Regions from separate parts of the Muntiacus reevesi genome. Here region 1 is linked to region 2. A link is a contact called in public Hi-C data. All regions are on one chromosome and are shown on one strand. The core of a region is the stretch at or near the end of the contact, and the rest is flanking DNA. Distances in the headings are between cores, read along the strand shown. Region 1 holds the start of PRCP (prolylcarboxypeptidase). Region 2 holds the start of RAB30 (RAB30, member RAS oncogene family).

Region 1 (6,343 bases), core at 1,095-3,594, 150 kb after region 2:
CCAGGGATCGAACCTGCGACTCTTGTGTTTCCTGCATCAGCAGGCAGATTCTTTACTACTAGTGTCACCTGTGAAGTCCAAGTTCAAATATACTTACTTATTTATCAATTATTTATTGTGCAGTTGATAAATACCAGGTGATGGGAATAATATAAGTGATGAACAAAATAGACAAGGTCCTTACCTGGTCACTAGATCTATAGCTTAGTAAGAGATAGGTGGAAAATTCTATACAGGAAAAGTACATTATACCATGAGAAAATATAATAGGGGGACTGATTCAGTCTAAGACTATGGACAAGGATGAAAGCACTCCTTTAAAAAACTGGCCCACACTTCTAACGGCATACAGAAAAGAAGATGTGACTAACTCCTCTCCCTTTCTTCATTCCTCCTCAAACTGCTCTTGCTTTGCAAGAAAATCTTTGTCATTCTGTTGCTCTCAGATTTCCCATTTCATATATTATAGGACAGACTCCTCAGCTATGGAAAGGGTAGTTATTTTGAGTTGCTTTATTAAAGCTGTCTAATAGCCTCCCTCTAAGAGTGCATACTTTGTCTAATCTTTCTAATGGCAGTCATAACAAGTCCTTGAGAAATGATCTTCTGACATTAAAATGAAAATTCTGGAAAAGGGAGAGGAAGGCAGGAGATTAAAAAAAAAATCAAATAAACAAAAAACAGACAAAACCTCTTTTGTTTGGAGAAATAATGATGAAAAATATTTTAAAAACACTACTCAGGAAACTCTTAGTGAGTGTCAAGCACAGTTTGTTCATTGCACTTATGACAGGTAAAGTTCCAGAGATGGGGAAGGGGACAGGGTTAGAGATAGAAAGAAAAAAATCATCTCATGCAGCTGTCCTTTCTGAACACATTCCAGCAACACTAGCCTTTTCTTAGTTTCTTGAACATTAAGATGCTAAGTTCTTTCCTGCTTTAAGGCCTTCACATAACCTGTTCACTCTGGAATTTTCTTCCTTTCTTCTATTGCATGGTTAGATCATTCTCATCTTCTAGGCCTCAATTTAAGTGTCAATTCCTCAGAGGCCTTCCCAGACAAACCTAACTCAAATATATTCCACTTCACTCTTTTTAAATCCACACATAAAAAGTTTAAGTTCCATTAGGAAGGAATCTCACATCTTGTTCACCATTGTGATCCTAATACCTAGAAGTTCTTGGCACAGAGGGAGACGCTTAAAAACTATCTGTAGAATGAGTAAGTAACTACTGGGTTCTTTGTGACCCAATTTTGCAGGATGACGAAAGGCTTCCTGATTTAGAAAGCTTCATAAATTGAGACCTAAAGAATGAGTAAGAACTAGGTGGAATGGGATTCAGAAGGAGTCTGAAGGTGAGGGAGAATGGTGTATTTGAGGGACTCAAAAGGATATTCCATGTGGTTGGAGCACAGGGCTGGAGAGGTGGAAAAACAAAGTTGGAGTACTAGGCAAAGGCCAGACAAGAAGGGCCCCGTTAACCACGTTAAGGAGTTTAGACTTAAACCTGAGGGCAAACAGGAGCGACCAAAGGAAAGGTTTTTTAATGGGGAGTGCCCTGATCAGATCTGTACTTTATCAGCCTAGCAACATGGAGACTGTATTGGAACGTAAGGAAATTGAAAGAACCAGCTGGGAGGCTACAGTCATAGTTAGGAAACTGTTGTGCTGAACCAAAGTAAAACTGGCGAGAAGTGTATGGATTGAGATATTCAAGAGGTTGGTATGGCTTGATGTGAGAGACAAGGAAGGTACCTAGAAAACTTGTTTCTGGTTTGAACACCCTGCTCAGTTGAAGCACTTGTCCCTCTGAGTCATCAAAGCAGTTTGGAAAAGATCCCTTTTTAGCAGATACTACTGGGCATAGCAGCCAGCTGTGTACGAACCTCCGAGCAACTCAAAATTTGCAGTAGCACCTTTTCCTCCCTGTATTTCGGGTTCCAGACACTTACCCGTTTCCAGGCCGATGGCACACACAGACGCTCTCTGATTGACTGCAACAGCACCGTCTAAAATGAAAAGAACAGACCTTCTCACTCTTCTACTCTCATAACCGCCCTTTTATGGAAGAGACTGACTCCTGAAAAAACAACGTAGAATGCTCTGAGGCTCACTCAGAACGACGTTTAGGGGTCTTCTTAGGAGTCTCCGGCCCTTGTTCCCCGAGAATCTCCTCCCGCACCTCCTCACCTGAGGTAGAAGACCAGGAACCTGCCCGGGCGAAGCTCAGTGACGCGGACCCCCAGGACTCAAGCGGCAAGAGAGTGTCTGCCAATCGAATCTCCCGCGCTTCCTTCCGCCGGAAGTGACGCCATGACTGTCTGCCCTCAGAGCCAATCAGAAGAAGACGCCGCCGAGGGTGGAGATGTAACGCGACAACTTGTGAGCTTTTGGGAACGACCATTTTTGTCAGAGAGGGTTTGGCAAGTGTCCTTTCCCAACTGATGGAGCAGTAGAACAGTCTGTACAGTTGATTTTGAGGCAGCGTTGAGCCAGCTAGGCGTAGGGACCCCGGGAAGGGTGGTAGTGGGTGGGAGCGCCCCTCAGACGTTCACCTGGCTGACTGGAAGGAGAAGCGGAAGTCGGTGGTGGGAGAGTCGCGAAGACCGAAGGGGACTCCGCCCTCTGAGGCTGGGACTGCCCCCAAGGAGAGGGGAAGGCGGGGTCCGAAGCTGGGTGCCGGAAGACGGAAGGGGGCGTAGCTTGGAAGCAGGGACCCGGACCTAGTGGGATTCCGAGGCGACCTCAGTTGAGAAGTGGACTGCGTGGGCTTCACGCATGTGTAGGGGTGACCAACCGCCAGAGTCCCCTAGGAGGTGATTAGGCTGACCCGGAGGTGGCGGTGCAAAGGAGCCAGGAAGCCGTGCTACACTGGTTCCTATCTGAGTGACTTAGTGCAAGTCCCGGCACCTCTCCTCACCTCAGTGTCCTCAGCTGTAAGTGAGGGTAGCAGTCATACACGACCCATGATTGAGTTAGTGTCTGCCACTAAGACCAGTGCTATCGTGACCTGTAGTAGGACAAAATGAGGCCTATAACCCTAGAGACAGCGTCTCCCATATCGCTGAGGAACTGCTTCAAAGAGGTAGTGGGGAAGGTTAGTAGTATATATGATTTTAGTGAAAAGGGCAGGATATGCACACATTAATACGGATTGGTAGGTGCCGCTGCCAGTCAGGAGGAGCAGATCTGTACCCTGAGCTCCTCCTTTCAGGCTGTTTTGACTGTCAGGGCTGAGTGACTAGTGAGTGATTTAGTCCTTGTAGAGCTGGTGGCTAGTACCAGTTTTTAGTTGGCAGTAGCCCTTCCCGGGGCTGCCCTGGTGGCTCAGACGCTGAAGAATCCGCCTGCAATGCGGGAGACTTGGGTTAGATCCTTGGGTTGTGAAGATTCTCCTGGAGGAGGGCATGGCAACTCACTCGAGTATTCTTGCCTGGAGAATTCCATGGGCAGAGGAGCTTGGCAGGCTACCGTCTATAGGGTCGCAAAGAGTTGGACAGGACTCAAGCGGCTTAGCGCGTTCGCACGCATGCACACGCTATTATTATGTAGGGTTTGTGGAGGACAAGGATGTGGCGATGAAATAGAGGTGGACAGGGCAGGGTTTGGCAGTGACGATAAACGGGAGGATATAGGGTGGGGGGAAAGTGTTTGTGGGGGAGTGATATAGTTAAGAATGGGGTTCAGAGGTCAGATAGGAGGGGCCCTGGGATGATAAAGGCAGGCTTTGAGTCGGAAGGGACTAAAGGTAAACTCTAAAGAGGGCACGGTACAAGAGGGAAATGAAATCTGGCGGCGCCCTGTGGGACTGGGACAGGGGTCGGAATGGCTTGGGCAATTCGAATTTGAGAGGCTTTGCTGAGGGGCGGGGTGGCATGGGGTTTCCCCGGGGAAGGCGGGGCCTGTCTCGGGGGCGGAGCTGCGGGCTGGGCGGGGCGGCGTGCATCTGCCTGTCTCCCTTCTACCCGCTCTGCAGCCGCGGTCCAGAGCCATGGGGCGCCGCTCCCTCCTGCTCCTGCTCCTAGCTTTCCTAACTCCTGGGGCCTCCAGCCCCGTATCGCCGTCACTGAGGGCCCCTAGCAGCCTGCCCTGGTCAACCAGCTTCAGATCCCGCCCCACTATTACCCTGAAGTATTCAATTCGCTACATCCAACAGAAGGTAAGGCCAAAAGGGCTGGAGTGTCCGAGTGGGTGGCGAGAACTGGGGCTTTGTGGTTTTCAGGCACCGGAGCTCATCCGAAATTGCAGAACCCTGATGCTGAGGACTTGTCCGACCTTTGACTCACATGTTACAGATGGTGGCCCCAAGTCTCAGTCTGTTTAAACTCACCTACCGTCACCAATAATTTATTGTCAGTTCTGGCTCTACACTCCCTTCTGTGATTGACCATCACAGTCACTTCAACTCCTGCTTGCAGAGGATGCTTTAAAATTCCTTTGACCTCTCGCCAAATTGAAATTATTTAATGCCAGCTCTGGAGCCTACTTCGCGGTGACAGTCATCTTTTGTCCCAAAGCAGCCCCTAAGTTCAAATTTCTAATATCTTACCAGATAATATATAATATTTTTTCAATCAAAAATGCCAGTCTGTTGTCTCATGCTCAACTCAGAGTTGTTGCTTTTGTAACCCTTTTATTAAGAGTTTTCAACTTTCCCTGGAAGTTGCAGGAGTCTGTCAAAATTTGGAGAGGGGAGTGAAGGTGAGCATCTCTGTAGTTCTGAAGTCTGAGTTTAGAGGTTTAAGGTAGGCATGATACCTTTGTGCTTGGCTGAAGCATGAGGTAGGTATTCCCAGAGAAGCCTGGATGAAGAAGTACATCTTTTGTGAAATGACAATATCACTTACAGTTCTGTATTTCTGGGAGCCTGTGAAAAGATAGATGACCTTCCCAGGTGGCACAGCGGTAAAGAATCTGCCTGCTAAGGCAGGAGATAAAAGAGATGGGGGTTTGATTCTTCGGTGGGGGAAGATCCCCTGGAGTAGGAAATGGCAACCCACCCCAAAATTCTTGTCTGGGAAATCCCATGGACAGAGGAGCCTGGTGGGTTACATTCCATGGGGTTTCAAAGAGTTGAACACGACTGGGCGATTGAGCACGTGTGCGTGCTTGCATATGAAGATAGGGAAAGATTTGGGAAATGTTGGGATTAGAAGTACAAGAGTCTGAGGTTTGGCTTTAGGAGTTAGATCAGAATTCCAATCTATTAATACTAGCTCTATGACCTTGGGAAGTTTCATATACCTCTCTCAGCCCGATTTCTTGACCTCTGGGGGATTTGGTGGTGGTTAAATGAGAATACATGACATGTCCCTAGCAAAGTATTTGGTCTCAAGTAGATACTTAGTAAATTGATGGTTACTAACTTATGTGAATTTTGAATAGGAATTTGATATAGAGGGATGACGTGAACTTCTAGAGTAAGAAATCATTTTTAACTCAGAAATTTAGAGATTATGAAGAAGAGAAAGCATTCTAGTTTTAGAAGGAGTACTAGGAAACATCTTTTTCTTAGGCAACTCTCTAGGTTTCAGTGTCCTCATTTGTAAATTGAGAGGTTTGGACAAGGACCAATGTGTTTCACATTTTACTGAAAAGATTAAGGCTTTTGGGGGAGCTGTCTCAGAGGGATGGTGAAGGCCCATGTGGAAACCAAGTTAGGATACCCCAGAACCCGCCCTCTCTGACTTCTTTCAGCCTGAGGTTTATATATTTTTATTTGTTTTATATGTTGGGATTTTGCAGAGTTCCATAACTAAAGTTAAGTTGAAGGGAAACTACTGGAATGGATATCTATAATCCTTTTAGGAATGGTGAGAGAGCTATCAGCAGAAAAGAGGGGGAATGAAAAGGTAGAAAAGATTGTATGATCTCTTAGGTCCTAATTTATATTCCTACATTGTAAATTTCTTTCTTGACCAATTCACTCTTTAGATATAAAAGGCCAGCTCTTTTTCCATTTGTGGTGATTTACAAGATCTGTTTGGCTTTATTCAGCCATGTTTTGCCCTCTGGCTTATATTTAGTTCACATTTTAGGACTCCACAAATAGATTTATTACCATAATAATAATTTTCTTTACATCAACTCCAATTGAGTTTTATTTCACTGTTTTGAGAAAGGCTTTCACATATATACAAATGTGTTGTATAATAATTGTTGCATAATAATGGTTTCATAGTAATTGCCAGTTTTTCTGGACCATAAATTTTTACTTGAGATTGAAAAGTATGTGTAAACTCAACTTTAATTTTTTTAGTTAGAGCACAGGAAGTACTTTCATACCTTTTAATGATAAACATTATTATTGTACTTAAGACTTAGTCTTTATTCAAGGTTTA
Region 2 (6,102 bases), core at 294-2,793:
GTCTTTGTAATTATCATCTGCATGCATCTGAGAGATGTTTTGACCATGTTTTTTTCATTTATAACCACTCTTGCCTAGTCCTTCCTTGATACGATAATCCATTTATCAGCTATAATTTTAACTCCTAACAAGTGAAGTGCATAACCCTACTAACCCAAAGTGATGTTATGTTTTCAGGATAATATGCAAAAGGAAAGGAGAAAAACAGCACTAATATATCAGCCTTTTTAGCCCTTCCGACACCCTCAGGAGGAAAGAAAATTTTTCATCTTTTCATTGTGTAGACAGACTCTGAAAAAGAACAAACACACAGCATTGTTTTAACAACACAAATGGAGAAAAAATAAATACAGTTCATTCGAGATACTGGGCAAAACAACTTAAAAGACCAATGATTTTAGTTTCAGCTACTTAGTTTGAAAGCAAATTAGCTGCTAAAGTAGTGGTATATATGGAGTTCTACAAATTAAACACTAATTGTATTTTTAAAATAAGTTGGTGGTTCATAGTCCTGAAGATCCCGTCTGGGCAGTAATTTCAATATGCACTCTAGGTTTATTCAAGAACCCTCTTACTCAGGAACCAGTCTCCAGCCGTCAACAGGCCGATCATCAGTATTTCCTTTTAAAGTCTCCCTGCCTTCGCTGGCAAGTATGAAGATGTCATTTTAAACAGGGGCTTTGTGTTTTCTTTACTGCGGGGCCAAAGCGCCGTTCCCTTCCAGCTTAGCTACCTTTTAACATCGATGTCTTTGGAACCTTTTGCAAATCACTTCTGCAGGAAAGACCAATGAGGGTCCGACACCTTGGGAAAGGAGTAAGGACGGTTGCAGAATGACAAGACAATTAAAAAAAAAAATCTGGGAGAGATAGCCCAATTCCTTAGGTAGAAGCTTCTGCGACCAAAGGCTAGAGGGTCGCCACCCGGGATCCCCGCAGCGCACCCCACTCCCACAGGAAAAACACAACCGCCCCTTACTATCCTGTCAGCGGCTCAATTTGCTGCTCTGAGCCCAGAAGTAAACTGACTCCCTCAATCCCTTTGTCACAACGTGGGGCAAGAGGCGTAGGCGACCTCCGCCAACTCCAGCAGGGCCGTAAGGCCGAGGCCCACTCGGCCTCTCAAGCCGCCACCAGTCGGACACGTCCTACTCGGCCCCAGACGCCGCCTCCATCCCCCGGTGCCCAGGTTCGGAACCCAGGCTCACCGACCGACTTGTCCTCCTTCTCACTGTCCCCTCTGCACCACCACTCGGCTCCCGCGTCCCCTAAAAACTCAGCCGGCGCCGCGGAATCGGTTCAGCACCCCTAACATGGCTGCCGTGCCCACTTCGCTCCCTTCGCCCTCTCCAAGCGCGTCCGACCGTGGGGCATTTTGGGCATTGTAGTTCCGGCGGATAGCCCGGCTGTTCCGCCTGGCCTTGAGGAAACTACGATTCCCAGAATGAACCGCTCCTGAGCATGGCTATTGGGGCCTTTAGGACAGTGGGATGATGTCATTGCAAAAACCCCACTGCATTCATTGTGCTACGGTCTATCCACCCCCCTGCTGCTGCTAGGCTTGCGATTGCCGCTCGCTCCAGCTGAGCTAAGCGTAGCAGCAGCACCAGGGCAAGGACTGACTTCAGCCTTTGGACTTAGGACATCGCAACACCCTCCCTTGCTTGCGTGACTCATTCGCACATCCTTTCTGTTTATGCCTGGGGTGGGGAGAAAAATCCCAAACCAGGTGAGTTGAAGTGATTTATTCAAATGATTCTACCAAGTTATTCCTCCCGCTTAGTTCTCAAGGCTTTCTTTTGGGAAGATGGGGGTGGGAGGATTGGGAAGGTTGTTCACAAGCGCTGCTAAGCGAAAAGCTCTCTGCAATTTGGGTCACTGCAAAGAACAACTCCAGCAGCCTTCCCCCGCCAGAGGACGGATGCTTGCCAATTCCCTAGTCGCAACTCCCCTCAACCTTTTTGAAGGCTGGGAGAGGGAGCTGGGTTGGGGAGGATGTTGGGAAGTGCTCTTGGAAAATAATCAGAGGAAGGCAGTGGTGGGAGACTGCAGTCCTGTCACATACGGCCCGAGTGCTGGGATTTGAGTGGGAAGGGGTGATGCGTGGGGAGACAGGGAGCCAGTGATTTCATGTGGTCGCACTACTTTGGAACATTTCGTGTCACTTGGGCGAGCACACACTATTCATTTTTAAGATGAGCGTGCGTCTGAGTAGGTTAAGTTTTGTGGGGCTTTATTTTGTGTGTGTGTGTGTGTGTGTGTGTGTGTGTGTGTGTGTGTGTGTGTGTGTGTCTACGTCGTTTGTCTCGTCGCCTTTTCTGCCGGTTTGAGGTGACAGTGTCCTTTAATGGTGCACTCCGTGCCAGTCAGAAACATTTCACGTGTCTGGGCAAGGTTCTTTGAGGCTGCTGGAAGCAACGTTTTCGTTGAGTGTTTTTCCTCTCCCAACTGCAGGGTTTCAGGATTGTTTGGAAGTGGAGCCGACAGATTTGTACTTGTGCGAATGTTTTAAATTACGTTGCAATAGGCTTCTTGCCACTGACAGTGGTACCCTAATGAGCTGTCCTTTCCTGAGGCAGTCACCAGTCACAAATAACGGTTTGGAGAATGGATCGTTAGGGTTCATTTTTAACGCATCAGGGAAAGGACAAGTTAGAAGCACTGTTAACCTTCATTTGCCATTACTGAAAGGTACGGCATGGAAGAGGGATCCTGGACTTGGAAACCGAAAATGACAGTAGAGCTTTTTTGGCTTTTTGGTTTTGTTTTTTTTAAACAAACTGACACGTCTAACAGGACAGAGAGCATTTTGACCCATGTGATATTGGCTCTGTTCTTGTAAGAGTTACTAGGATGATTAGTACAATAAATATGTCATTTTGGAATAAACAGCTGGCTGACTCCAGAACAGATGGGGCCAGTCTTAAGCTGAGAGATCTACAACCTTGGAAATGAATGGACCTGGGGTCAACCACACCCCCTCTTGGAATGTCAAAAGGAGAAATGCCAGAGTGTTTTATGCTTAACTCCAAAATGCCAAACCTTTTCGGAGCCAAGTCAGCCACTGGGGGAAAGTCATCACTGGTTATCTTCTGCTGCTGAACCAATTTTGTTCATTTTTAATTCAGACCGTTAGGTCTCTGAAGTTACAGCTGGGCGATGCTTCATTCCATGCCGCTTGTTACTGAATGCAAAGGACAGTCCATTGTATGGGCTTTGTAGTAGAGTGATTTATTGGAATGCAATGAGCAGCTTTGGGATTTGGGAAAAGATGGTCTGCCTGGCTTTGCTTCTTTCTGTGTCCCTCTGTTGCTTATTGTCTGCTTTCCTGAGCACCCCTTCTGTGCTGTCTTCCTTTCCACACCCCTCTGTGTCTCTTGAAGTTCTTCCAGTTTTTCTCCCTGTCTGTCCATTTGCAATTCTCATTTTTCCCTCTGTGTTTCAAAATCTCCCTATCACCAGTATATCACATCTCTCTCTCTCTAAGAGTCCTTCCAGGCTCTGGATACCCTCCATCTCTTCTCTGCCTCACCCAGAACCTCCAGGGTAATTGAGACTTCAAATATTTCTTCTACTGAGTCCTCATGGAAGAGGCTTTGCCTTTTCTTCTTGCAGTTGGTGCTTGGCAGGATGAACAGAATGAACCTAACCCCTTGGCCTGGTTTGTGGCTTCTGTCGCAGACATAATTTGGCTCCTGCAGCCTGGGGAGGACAGTGAACTGTTACAGTTGAGCTCACGCTACTTTTCCTTTCATGGGTACATGTTTTAAGAGCTGCCGGAACATTACAAGTTTTGGGGTTTTTTTAAATATAATTTTCTTTATTTCTTTATTTTTGGCCATGCTGGGTCTTCATTGTGGCGAGGGCTTTTCCCGAGTTGTGGTGAGCGAGGGCTGCTCTTGGTGGCGGTGCCGGGGCCTCTCATTGCAGCGGCTTCGCTTGTTGCAGAGCCTGGGCTTCGGTAGTTGCGGCTCCCGTCTCTAGAGCACAGACGCAGCATGCGGCGCACAGGCTTAGCTGCTCCACAGCACGTGGGATCTTCCCGGACTGGGGATTGAACCCGTGTCTCCTGCATTGGCAGGAGGATTATTTCCCACTGAGCCACCAGTGAAGCCCCTGGCAAGGTTTTTAATGCTCTACACAAAATGTTCTCCTAATTCTCAGAGAATCAGTAGACTTTGAATGGCTTCTTCCTAATTTATTACCCACCCTACCCCCCACCCCTGTTGGGGGGTAAGTCTTTTCTGCTCCCTTCCCTGTTGATTGCTGAGGAGCAGGTCCAAGTGAGCAAACTGCCCATTTGGGTTTTTTTTTTTTTTGAAGATGCTTGGAGCTGAAACCGCTTTTCTTCCTGTCGTTTCTTCTCCTTTTTGGCTGAGAGAAGTTTGTTGTTTTATACCCACCGCCCCATTAAGGCAAAGGAGGTGGTAGTGGCTATGTTTGTTTGTGAAGTAAGAGCTCCTCTAGGCAGGGGAGGTTTCACTGCTGTCCTTCTGGAGGCAACTAGTGTGACAGGCAGATTCAGAAGCGCTCCCGCACCACCTGAGACCTCACACTCACCATCTTTTCATTCTGAATTTTCTTCTAAGTTGCTCCCTCTTCTACCCAGGCTTTTTAGTGTTTTCGGGAGGAGAAATGAGCTAAATGGGAGGGTTAGTTTTGGCCTCACTTCTGCCATCTTTGTGACCTTGAATAACTCTGCATTTCTTTCTCCCTTTGTTTAAATCATTTGCAAAGGGATAAGGATCCTTGCCCCTTTGTTTACTTGGTCTGGTGACATGGCCCCAGCCTGTCCTTCTGACAACAGATATTGTGAGCAGCTAGATCTTCCCTAGCTCAGTCGGTAAAGAATCTGCCTGCAATGCAGGAGACCAGGGTTCGATCCCTGGGTCGGGAAGATTCCCCTGGAGAAGGAAATGGCAACCCACTCCAGTATTCTTGCCTGGAGAATCCCGTGGACAGAGGAGCCTGGCAGGCTATAGTCTATGGGGTCGCAAGAGTTGGACACAACTTAGTGACTAAACCACCACCACCTCTGTGGTCTGAGGACTGGGTGTGTGTGTGTGCTCAGTCGCCCAGCCCTGTCTGCCTCTTTGCAACCCCATGGACTGCAGCCCAGTCTCCGTGAAAAGAGATGCTTCCACCACCATCATGTAATTTATGTCCTGTTAGGGGAGATAATCTGAAGAAGGAAATGGCAACCCACTCCAGTGTTCTTGCCTGGAGAATCTTAGGAACGGGGGGAGCCTGGTGGGCTGCCGTCTATGGGGTCGCACGGAGTCGGACACGACTGAAGCAACTTAGCAGCAGCAGCAGCAGCAGGGGAGATAATCATTGGAGAAGTAATTGCAAGTGTGATGAATTCTCCTGCCAAAGTGGGATGTACAACAAGGTCGGAGAGGAGTGGTTAACTTGGTGTGCTTCCCTTGTCTGGAGGAATCAGGGAAGGCTTCCTGTAGGAAGTGACATTTCAAGAGACTTGGAGAGTGAGAGGAAGTAATTTAGGATGGCAACAGGAGGTACTGAAATGAGGACAAAGGGGTGTTTCTAACATGGTAACTACACATTCAAAGTACAAAGGAAATAGATGACTGTAAGTATTTAAAAGTTAGTTAGTTATGGGGGTTAGACAGTTTATGGGGGCAAAACAAGGAGAGAGAGACCAGAATGAAGAATGAAGCTGGAGAGGTGGACAGAGTCTGGAGAGGGGGCAGTTTTCTGAGTCACTGGTGAATTTGGTCTTTAGCCTAAGTGAAGGATTTTAATTAGCTAGATGAATTCCATATTCAGGTAGGATGATATTAAAAAATCACCTTGGCTGTTAAGTTGGAGAAGAGACTGGAGAGAATTAGCTAAAGCAAACACAAGATGAGATGGAAAGTCATTTTTGTAGTCTACCTGTGGGATGGTAGTGGCCTTGGATCTAGGGTGATGGCCGCGGGCTTGGAGAGAAGGGAAGCGATTGGGAGACCCTAAATCTGAAGACTATAGTTGATACAGTTGTTGCTAGATTGGGTGTGGGGATAGAGAAAAGATGGAGTTAAGATGACTTCCGTTTTCCTTAAGCTACTGGATATATCACTTACAAGAGAAAGAGGACAGT

The links. A called contact is a pair of places that touch in the nucleus more often than the background predicts.
Region 1: a contact with region 2 is called in a Hi-C map of muscle, with 6 times the contacts expected there. The contact joins the promoter of PRCP here to the promoter of RAB30 in region 2. A contact is called at or near these places in 2 of 3 Hi-C or Micro-C datasets (blood and muscle).

The regions. Positions count from the first base shown.
Region 1 is chr5:12,626,185-12,632,527 of mMunRee1.1, forward strand. It overlaps PRCP (prolylcarboxypeptidase), which reads left to right and starts at 2,345. Exons shown (of 9, transcript XM_065936994.1): 1 at 2,345-2,384; 2 at 3,979-4,161. The coding sequence starts at 3,994. DDIAS (DNA damage induced apoptosis suppressor) reads right to left here and starts at 2,300. Exons shown (of 7, transcript XM_065936991.1): 1 at 2,193-2,300; 2 at 1,955-2,082.
Region 2 is chr5:12,480,589-12,486,690 of mMunRee1.1, forward strand. It overlaps RAB30 (RAB30, member RAS oncogene family), which reads left to right and starts at 1,544. Exons shown (of 6, transcript XM_065936983.1): 1 at 1,544-1,728. It overlaps LOC136169174 (a long non-coding RNA gene), which reads right to left and starts at 1,334. Exons shown (of 4, transcript XR_010663392.1): 1 at 1,208-1,334; 2 at 734-804; 3 at 1-291.